2 separate regions of the Anas platyrhynchos genome follow, and region 2 is linked to region 1. The links are chromatin contacts, called in public Hi-C maps. All regions are on one chromosome and are shown on one strand. The core of a region is the stretch at or near the end of the contact, and the rest is flanking DNA. Distances in the headings are between cores, read along the strand shown.

Evidence for each region. A called contact is a pair of places that touch in the nucleus more often than the background predicts.
Region 2: a Hi-C map of small yellow follicle shows a contact between it and region 1, with 2.3 times the contacts expected there. The contact joins the promoter of CACNA1H here to the enhancer-like site in region 1. A contact is called at or near these places in 2 of 8 Hi-C or Micro-C datasets (F5 follicle and small yellow follicle).

Annotation. Positions count from the first base shown.
Region 1 is chr15:17,690,768-17,695,699 of IASCAAS_PekinDuck_T2T, reverse strand. The region is part of intron 2 of CACNA1H (calcium voltage-gated channel subunit alpha1 H); the gene reads left to right. Among named protein-coding and RNA genes, the nearest start is that of CACNA1H, 63 kb to the left of the region's middle. Within about 2 kb of position 2,694, at least 3 of the 8 cell types and tissues checked have an H3K27ac peak or open chromatin away from gene starts, as enhancers often do. A contact at or near this core is called in small yellow follicle, where this site is marked.
Region 2 is chr15:17,753,922-17,758,853 of IASCAAS_PekinDuck_T2T, reverse strand. It overlaps CACNA1H (calcium voltage-gated channel subunit alpha1 H), which reads left to right and starts at 2,620. Exons shown (of 35, transcript XM_038186946.2): 1 at 2,620-2,772; 2 at 3,110-3,408. The coding sequence starts at 3,125. LOC139998744 (a long non-coding RNA gene) reads left to right here. Exons shown (of 6, transcript XR_011803608.1): 6 at 1-1,654.

The DNA.
Region 1 (4,932 bases), core at 1,445-3,944:
CACTGCCTCGCCAGGGGAGTGGAAGTGCAGCTTCTTCTCCCGCAGCCCTTCCTCCCTGCTGCCCTCCCGGCTCTCCAGCTCACTTCAAACCTCTTCTTCCAGCTCCCATCTTCCAGCCGTTGGGTGTCCGTGGTCCGGGGCTTCTCCATGGAGAGGTCACGGCTACCTGCTGTACCAGGAGCTCTTCCATCCCTTGAATTTCTCTATGGCTCGACACCGCTCACGTATGTTTGTTTGGCCCAGACCGGGGGGACCAGTTAACCTTAATCAAGGAAGGCAAATGAAAGGCTGGGAAATAATCTTGTTGAAGTGTTTAGATTTAAAGATCTGACATTAGAGAGAGTAAATGTCAAGCCGAGTTTAAACAACAGAATAACACATGAAGGGCCAAATTTTTCTCAGGTGTATATGGCTGCAAATCCACTCCCTTCCCACGGAGAGCTGCGTTTCCACACGAGCATCGCGCTCCCCATCTGTGCCACGGGGCTGCTCAGGGCTGACCTGCGAGAGGCTTTTTTTGTTCTTCCTTACCCTATAATCCTCCTCATACTAGGATACCTGTCATATTTTCCCTTCTGTTTCTACCAGCCCTTGTTTTTATGGGTTGGTAGGTATTTCCAGGGCTATTTCCCATTTCCCATCATTTCTCACCCGTTTTCACAGGGCTGAGCTGCAGATTGCAGAGCACCATTTTGAACCCATTCCGTGTTTCTCCTGAAGGGCTTTTCGTTCTGATGCAGATGCTGTGCTCAGGAAGCGATGTTTAATCATCCCTTGATTGAACAGAAGAGCGAATATGCTCACTTTCGGGTTTTTCTCAGAAGCAGTTACACAATTGATCAAATGATGAGAAACCTCATTTGGCTCAGTGGGAGCATGGTCTTCAGTTGGGAACTTCTTTATGAGGTCCTCTAATGAAGATAGATGATGCTTCTGAATACCTGGAATAGAAAAACATTCAGCTTGCAGGAAGATAATGATTATATTGTTAATTACAAGCCCCAACAAAGCACCTGAAAAAAAAATCAGGACCCTGATGTTGTCTTCCAGTATGTGTGCCTGAGGTTAGTGCCAACAGCTTTCCGTGCCAGCAGTGACCAGAATTATCCCATGTAGGCACACCGACACACAGCCTGCTGGAGGCAGTGGTCCTTGCAGCTCTTCAGAGGGTAAGAGGCAAGAGCAGCATGGAAGGAGCATTAATTAAACAGCGCTTATGAAGTAATTGGCATTAAACATCACTGGAGCTGCCTTGCTGAAGAGTTGTAATTATTGCAGAGCACTGTTGCTGGAGGCTAAACATAAAATACGTTATCAAAGAGCGCAAGCACGGCCCAGAGAAATCACATGTTGGACGGCTTGTCTGGTGAGATGGACTCGGGGAGACACCACCCGGGGTGCTCCCAGGCTGCCCCTGCCACTTCCCAGCTCTCCTGGGCAGAGGTTGGGAGCAGGGAGCTGATGCTGCTCCTGGGGTTTTCCTTTAGGAGCTACCGCAACCACCCGGGGGCTTTCTGGGACCAATGGGTACTGATGAACAGGGGGAAAATCATGAAATCCTGGTAAACAGGCAGAGGGGAAGACTCAGGGATTCCCTGAAGAATTTAGGGATGATTTAGTTAGAAGAAAGGCTTTAAGTAAATCCATGTTGGGTTCTCCAGCATCCGCACGTCCAGCTGGATGGGCAGCTCTGGACAATGGCTGTAGCACTGTGGTAGTCTCTTCTGCAGGATGCTGATTGAGATGGTTCTCTAAAACCTATAATTGTATTAAGCACGGAGGGGGAAAATCGGTTTTCATAAACAGGAGACCACCGTTGGAGCAGCAGGCTCTGGCTCTGCAGCACCCCAGCACTTCATTTCTCCATGGCCACTTCCAGAATAATCACAAACTGCTCAGTGTGAATCAGGCCATCGACATCCGTGAAGCAGGTTCTGGCAGCTTGTAATTTGGGGTGGTTTAATGGCAAGGGCCTGTTCTCCAGGAGCAGCACTCACATCATCACTGCCATATGTGGTTCCCACTCCTCTGCTATCTTTTAGGGCTTTCCTGCGCTCCCCAGCCTCCGCCCTTCCCCAGGGAATTCCTCAGCTGTTTTTTAGCTGTTTCTTATAGCTTTTGGACATTGCTGTCTGGGTTGGGAGGGCTCTGCAGGTATTGCTTCCTTTTTGCCTTTTTTATGGCTGGGCAAAGCTGTTGGATCAGCTGTGGGTCGGGGACAGCCGAGTGCCAGGCACAGCGGTGCCCGGGTCGGGAGGGAGTGGTGAATCGAACGGCTCGAGATGCTTGGCTGGCTTTTGTGAGCCTGATATCGCTCATGTGTTCGGGAGACCGATTCCCAAGGTTTACAAAACAAAGCTCATCAGAGGTGCATAATTAGGGAAAGGCTGGAAGAATCAATCTCATCTCCATAGGCTCAAGCCCTAACAAGCCCCGGTGCTCCCTACACCACTGCTGGTTTCTGTGCCGAGCTCAGCCTGAGCTGGTGAACAAGGACCTGCCTCCCTCGCCTCCCCTTCCCTCCTCCTCGCACCCTGAACTTTAATCTACCAGGAGGCCTATTTGCAATGGCTGTTAAATTTGTTTTTAACTTGCTCTGCTTTTTTTTTTTTTCCCTGTATCCGAGGGCACCCTGCTCTTAGCCACGCGCACTAACAGCTTGTTATTGCTGCTTATCAGGCTGTGTCCCTCTGGCTCCGCTGCTTTTCTTTTCGTGATGGGGACACGAACCTCAGCTGTTCTGAGAAGATTCTTTACTTTGTCTACAAAGTTCTCCAAATCCCACAAACCTGCAGCCTCCTCACCCTCCCTGGGGGGAACAGGGCATGAAGCCATGGCATGACAGGAGATGGATGCTGTGCCGTGGGAAGGAGCTTGTGCTGCTCGGGCACATTTCTGATCTGTGTACCTCGCAGGTCTTCCTTACTTCGATTTTTGAGGTGCTAAAGGCTTATTTAAGTAGAGGGAAAAAAAAGCAGCACCAATAATTGTTGTCATCTGGCTGTGTGTGAGGTTTTAATTAAGTACCCACCACTGTTCCTATTAGCTGCTTCTCTCGTTAGTTCAGCAGTCTTCCAAGGCTGCTGTCGGTACCGAAGGTGCTCCCTGGTGTTTCTAGAACTCCTGCAAGATTCAAGCAAAGGCAAAAGCTGTCCCTTTTGGGTCTGCCAAGCCCAGTGTCCCAGTCCGACGCCCTTTTTAAGGAGAAAGTGGTGCTGGGGGGGAAGTCCTGACAAAATACCTAATTTGAGAGTAACAAATTGATCCGGGCAGACACGTTGCGTTCATGCGTGTTCCCAAACCTGAGCTGCGCAGGGGGAGCCGCCTGACTTGGCTTCAACTTTGGTGCGTGTTTGTGGGAAACAAAAGCGTGTGTGTGTGTGTGTGTGTGTGCAAGGAGGGGAGCCCAGCCTGATGCCTCCTGGGCACCGTTTGCTTCTCGCAGACCAGTTATCACGAGAGCGAGCTGCAGTCCTGCTGCACGTGTTGGGCTGGGAGGGGAACCGTGAGCAGCGCCTTGTGAGGCAGCTGAGAAGCACAAGTGGCTGCTCACATCATGATGTAGGCTTCCTTGCAGTTTTCTCTTGCTGCAGTTTAGGGGGAGAGCTGTGCTCTTTTCTGGGGGGATCGGGGTTTTCTGGGCTTGCGTGGTGCGTTTGCCTTTGGTGGGGCATCTTCATGACTCAGGAGGTGCCTCCTTCTCCTGCCATCCCCACCGCACTCCTCCAGTGCTAGAGGAGAGATGTTTGTTTGTTTTTCTGAGCTGCTTAAGCCTGGTTTTTAATTTGTTTGCATAAAAAGCTAGTATCAGCTCCTCAAATAAGCCTGTTCCTCAGAGACCTCGCAGTCAGCCTCATCACAGGCACTCCAGATAGGATGGAGTTGGTCGCGGTGGTTTTCTTGTCACGGAAATTCGCAGCCCAAAGGAAAGGAGTCTAGGCAGTGAACATTTCAGGTTTTCAGGCAAAAACGCTGACTGTAAGAAACCTGAGCCCCCAAACATCACGCAGAACCAATTGAAAATGGTTTCACATTTTTCAAGTGAGTAATGATGCTCTTCGCTGAGGAGGAAGCTCATCACGTAGGTTTTTGTTTCACGGACAAACCCGCTTCTCCCTCATTTGGGTAAAAGCTGCCTCAGAAAATGTATGACCTTTGCTATGATGAGAGCTGAGCTACTGAAGGGCAAACTCCTTGTAATAAAGAAAGAGGGGAAATAAGGATGGAAACAATACAATACGTCAGTTATCAGTTTAGGACAGTGGGAAGAAGCCCATCCTGAAGTATGAGGTGCATATATGGGCTATATGTATAATGAGGTTTGTGACCCATAGGAGTGACTCTAACCACACTGAGGGTTCTTAAGAAGAGTCCTTGCCTTGTTCCTGGGCTGGGTTCTCCTGGGTTAACATTTCACAGGGGAAGCGATGGGTAAATCAGTTCTCCATCACTGCTGCTGCTTTCTGCCACCGAGCACATTCGCATTCCCGGTGTCGAGCACAGAGATAACTGCAAAGCTGTTCTGGGCTTGTTTAGCAAAATGAAATTATATCTCCCTCAGCCTTTGAGGGAAAGCCATGTCACTAGTCAAGTATAAAGGATTGCTGACCCTTGTTGCTGAGATAAGGGTATAATATCAGGCTCTTTTCTTCCCTCTTCTCCCTGCTCGACAAAAGTTAGGAGTGTGCCTGCCTAAAGACACAAATCAAAGTCCATCGCTTTTACCTTGAGTCAGATAACACCACCAAGACTGGTTTGCAGGAGCCCCTAGGACCCTATTATCCTCCTGACTCCAGCCCCCAGTGCCAGCATGAGGAAGGGCTGGGGTGAAGCTGGTGCATGGGTGGATGAAGGTGGCCAAATCCTGGCAGGAAACCTACAGTTTTCCTTCCAGCGGGTGGAAGGAATGCCACCAGCCTGGCAGGAGCTGCT
Region 2 (4,932 bases), core at 1,371-3,870, 63 kb before region 1:
CCATGAGTTTGCCCTGCTGAGCTCCCACCTCAGTGAACACTAACCAATTCCTTGGTCTGCGAGGGGTTATCTGTGTGATTTTGGGGCAGATGTGCACATCTCCAGCCTTTCCACCTTGCATGCAGCCTGGAAGACACCCAGGTGCGTGCCAGTGGGGGATAATTTATCAGGGCCAGCTAAGAGCATTACACATCCCATTAAGTCAGCTGTGACTTTGCAAGCCAAGTGCCCATTCAGGGTGTACTGTGTATCCTCACACCAGTATTGATCTTAAAATTTCTGGTGGCTTATTAATGAAAGCAAGGCTGTGGCCAGATCCTTCTGACTCGTGTAAAGCTGAGGAAGCCTCACTGCTGCCAGCACAGCTGCTGGAAATGAAGCTGGATTATAGGGAGCAAAATCTGCCCTACTCCTTCCAGCCACTACACAGGGTTAGGCAGGAACTATGGGAGGAAGAGAATGCTTTTGCCAACAAAATGTTGTCTCTCTTTTGCCACAACCACCTTTGGAGTTAATCCTGATCCTTTGGAGAACAAGCCAAAACCCCCTCTGAGGCCAGCATCGGGCCTACTTTTTGCCAGGCTTCTTCAAAATCCTCCCTTCTACCACAGAAGTCCTCAGCAGCCATCACTGCACGGAGCTTATTAAGAAGGCTCTTGGCTTTAAATACTCTCTCTCCATCAGGCAACAGGTTAAGACCTGGAAAATGCCAGGCCCTGTGTGCTCTGTCTGGCTCTGGGAAGGATGTCTGCAGCCCACGACAGCTCCGAGCCTCCGCCCGCCGAAGGACAGGAGCTGGAGCTTTGAAGAGGGATTTGTCAGTCGTGGCAGCAGCATCCCCTGACACGGAGCTGGAGGGAAGGCATGGGGGAAAGTTTATTGACTGGGTAGCTTCTGCCGTTGGGAGAGGGTCAAGAGGTGCTGGTGGCTCTCAAAGCTTGGCCTCTCCTCCCGCTTCCCGGTTTAGGAGAGCTCCTTTTGTTCCTGCAGAGGTCATTTTCTTGCGCGAGATAATTTATGAGTGGAAGATGGTTCGCTCAAGGAGAACTACACCAACTCACACACAAATCTTCCCTTCCCACAGTAATTTATGATTTGCCCTAATTAGCTGGTATAAACGTATGGAAACTCCAAGTGCAATCTCTTCTTTGCAACGGTTCACGTTCGCCTCGCAGGCTGTGTCCTGCTTGTCAGAGGCATTGTTTGTTCAATAATAAAATTGCCACATACTGTTAATCACAACCTGCAAACATCTAATAAAACAACCATTGAAAGTGTGTATGTAAAACCATCTCTTCACTAGCCCCATTAGGCTCGGCTCTTTCTGCTTTGAAGGCTGCATGACCTCCCTTTTCAATCAATTCCCAGTTATTAACCATGAAGAATAGCATTGGGAACTGCATTTGCAAATTGAATGTGGTGGGATATAATGAACTCACTCTTTTAAAAGATTCCAGTGGAGGGGAATGTCTCTAGCTAACATTTTTAATCTCTCTTTTCCCCCCTTCCACCTGCAGGACGTGCAGATAGAATTTGCAGAATCTGAAATAACTTAAAAGAATAAAACTTCCTAAGCAGAGTTTAAGGGGACGGTGCCTGTAACGACTTTCTATTATCTGTTTATTCTGATCCCCCCGAGCTAAGCCCTTGAGAAGATTAGCTACTCAGCTAAAAATCACTGCAGTTCGCAGAGCCGATCTTTATTTATTAAAACGCTCCGACCTCTACCTCGGGCTTATACATTTCTTTATTAAAACTAATGAATTAATGCCCCGGAGGCAAGCGGGGGTGGGCGGGGGGTTGGGGCAGCCCCGCAGCCCCCGTGGGAGCGGCGCCGGGCGGGTTCCCACGCGGCAGAGCCCGAGGGGTGGGGGTGGAAATAGTGGGGGGGGGCACAGGGCCAGCAGGGCCCTACCGCCCCCTTAGGGTCCCGGGGGGGTCGCAGCTGCCCCCTTTGGGATACGCGGCCCCGGGGAGCCCGGCGGAGCTGGAGCCTCGCGGCACGGGGCGTGGGACAAAGCCGGAGCCCCCCCAGCGGCATCGTAAAGTCCTGGGGAGGGGGGGGGGGAGGAAAGGGGGTTCTGCCTCCCCCCCCCCCCCAAATGAGGGTGGCTCCCCGGAGGCTGTGGGCGCCCCGCATCGCCCGAACAAAGGCAGGGGGAGGCTCAGCGGTGGGAGGAGGGGGGGCACGGGCAGATGCGGGAGCCCCCCCCCCCTCCTTCCCTCCCCTCCGGGGCTGCCCCGGCTCCTCCCGGCTGCCCGCCCCCGGCGGGCTCCCAGCCCCCTCCGCCCCCGCTTCTCTCCTCCCCTCTCGTCTCCCTCCTCCCCCGGTAAATCCGAAGTTTCCTGTTAAGCACGGGCGAAGCTTTGCAAAGCGGCTGCTGGGGCTGCCCGCTCGCTCCTTGGGATTACCGTCGGGAGAGGCTCGGCTCGGCACGGGCACGGCTCGGGGAAGGGCCCCCGCCCCCGCCGCCACCTCTCCTCCGCCTCCTCCTCTTCTTCTTCCTCCTCCTTCTCCTCCTCCTCCTCCTCCTCCTCCCCAGCCTCCATCCCCGCGGGCGGGCGCCGCACGCCGAGTCCCGGCCCCCCCCCGGCCCCCCCCCCCCACCCGCTGCCTTCGCCTTGCTGGGGGTGTGTGTGGGGGGGTCCGCCGCCTCCCTGCGCCCCCCCCCCCACCACCACCCCAAACCCACAACCCCTCGGCAGCCCGGTCCCATGTGAACCCAAAGGCACGGCTATGCTCCTGGGGGCACCGCGCTCCGCCGAACTAAGGTAGGACCCCCCCCCCCCACGCCTCCTCCTCGCGAACACCCCCCACCCCCCTTTAGCAATACCCATCCCCGAAAATTAAAAGCTGGGAGCGGGGAGGAGAGAGGGAAGGGAGGATGGATGGATTGGGGAAGAGGAGGGGGGGGGGACACACATCAGGTTTTTCAGGGGGGTGGGAGCGGCCGCGCCCCGGTGGCGACTGGACCCCCCCCCCCACCTTCCCCTAGGGGCTGCTTTGTGGCGGCTGTGAGCGCCGGGGCCAGGTGGGAGCCGCGCCCCGCTGCCGGGGGTGGGGGGGTGGCCAGCGGCTCCCCCCTGACCCCCTGCCCTTGCCCCGCAGGTCCTGGCCGCTACCATGAGCGATGGCGAGAGCCGAGAGCCGCGGGCGGCCGGCGGCGAGGTGCGGGTGCCCATCCCCGTGGCGCCCCGCCGCCCCAGCGAGCTGCCGCCGGAGGATGCCGGCTCCGGTCCCGGCGGTTCCCCCGGTGCCGGTGGTTCCCCCGGCCGCGACCCGCCGCCCGAACTGGCCTCCGAGGAGGAGGAGCAGGTGCCGTACCCGGCGCTGGCACCCACCGCTTTCTTCTGCCTCAAGCAAACCACCCGCCCGCGCAGCTGGTGCCTCAGGCTGGTCTGTAACCCATATCCTTTCCCCGGGGGGACAGCACCCCCTCCCATTGCAGGAGACCCCCCCTCTGTACCTGGAGCACCCCCCTGGGGTCTGCATCCCCTGGCTCACCACCCCTGGGATGCTCTGAAGTCCCCAGGGTGTCCCCAGCATCCCCATTCCGTGCTGTCCCGGTCCCAATCTCCTGGGGGGTACAGGGGGTTCTGCCCCCACATCACCCCTATGGGATGCTCAGGGGGTGTGTGCCCACGTTTGCTACCCCTTGGCCTCGGGGGGGGCATGGCACGGACCCAGCATCACCCCCTGGGTTGCAACGGGGCAGGGGGATATGGGGTGTCCTGAGCCGCACCCCCCCCCTGCACCTACATTAGGGAGAAACCCTTCGGCTTCGCATCGCCCTCGGTGGGGCCGGAGGGAGTGACGTTTGGAGCCAGCCTCGTATTTATTTTAGACGCGGTGGGGAATTTCAGACAGGCGCTGCCCCTTCTGCTGTTTATATAAGAGCCGGGAGTGCATGTGCGCCTTCTCGTCGCAGGGAAATGGAGCGGCTTGGAGTTGGCTTTGGAGGGCACATGCCTCGCTCGCCTCGTCCCAAAAAACTCCCCTTGGCTTTTGTTCCTTCCCAACTTGCTGGCAGGGGAGGAGGAGGACGGCCAGACCTCAAAATCTCCCCCTCCCCCGTGTCCTTTACCTAGTTTATTAATGTTAAAGGGAAAAAAAAAAAAAAAAAAAGAGCAGCCTGTTCCTCTCGGTTGTGACATGCGGAAAACTGAATTTTACCCAAAATGCTCGCGCGAAGGCAGAGTTGTCAGTCTGTCTTGGTGATCTTCAAAAAGTGAGCTTTCAGCTGCGCTCCGCACGTCAGCTCGGCAGCATTGACATTGTGCAGATAATTAATGCTTTTACCTATCCCTGCTACCTGCCTGCAGCTTGCTGCCTGTATCCTGCCGCTGCTGTTAAGAGCATTATTTATTAATATGGTTATTATTGATCTCCCTTCAGTTAACCAAAGAAACCTGTGTGCATCTGAGATCACTGTTTTCCACAGCAACACCACCAAGCCGGGTGTTGTCATTAGGAATTGCACAATCCTCCCCAGAAAGCTGCCTTAATCCGTTATTAGGAGAAATCCTTGGAGGGAGAAAACCCCCAATTGTTACGGCCTTGAGTCTCCCGTCGATTAAACTAGGTTTACGTGAACTATCGGCTTCCACGGGGAGATTTCTGCTCTCCACTTTTGCGAGAGGAGAACTGGGCTCTCCCATGTGTGAATGGGAGGGAGAAGTAAACAAGTAGCAGCTCTCCGCGGTGATGCTTCAGCCGTAGAAATATTAAATGTGGCTGATGGTTCCCTACCAAAAAAGTGAAATACCAGGTCCTTGAGGGGCCCGGGGGAGGGCACTGTGCTCCTCTTATATCGGAGGTGGGGGTTGAGGCTGATCTGTTCCTTCCAGAGTGGGTTATTGTGTTCCCAAACTTTGGGGGCATGCAGGAGGGTGAAGCCTGGGGTTTTGGCAGCGATTCATCACCCCGGGAGG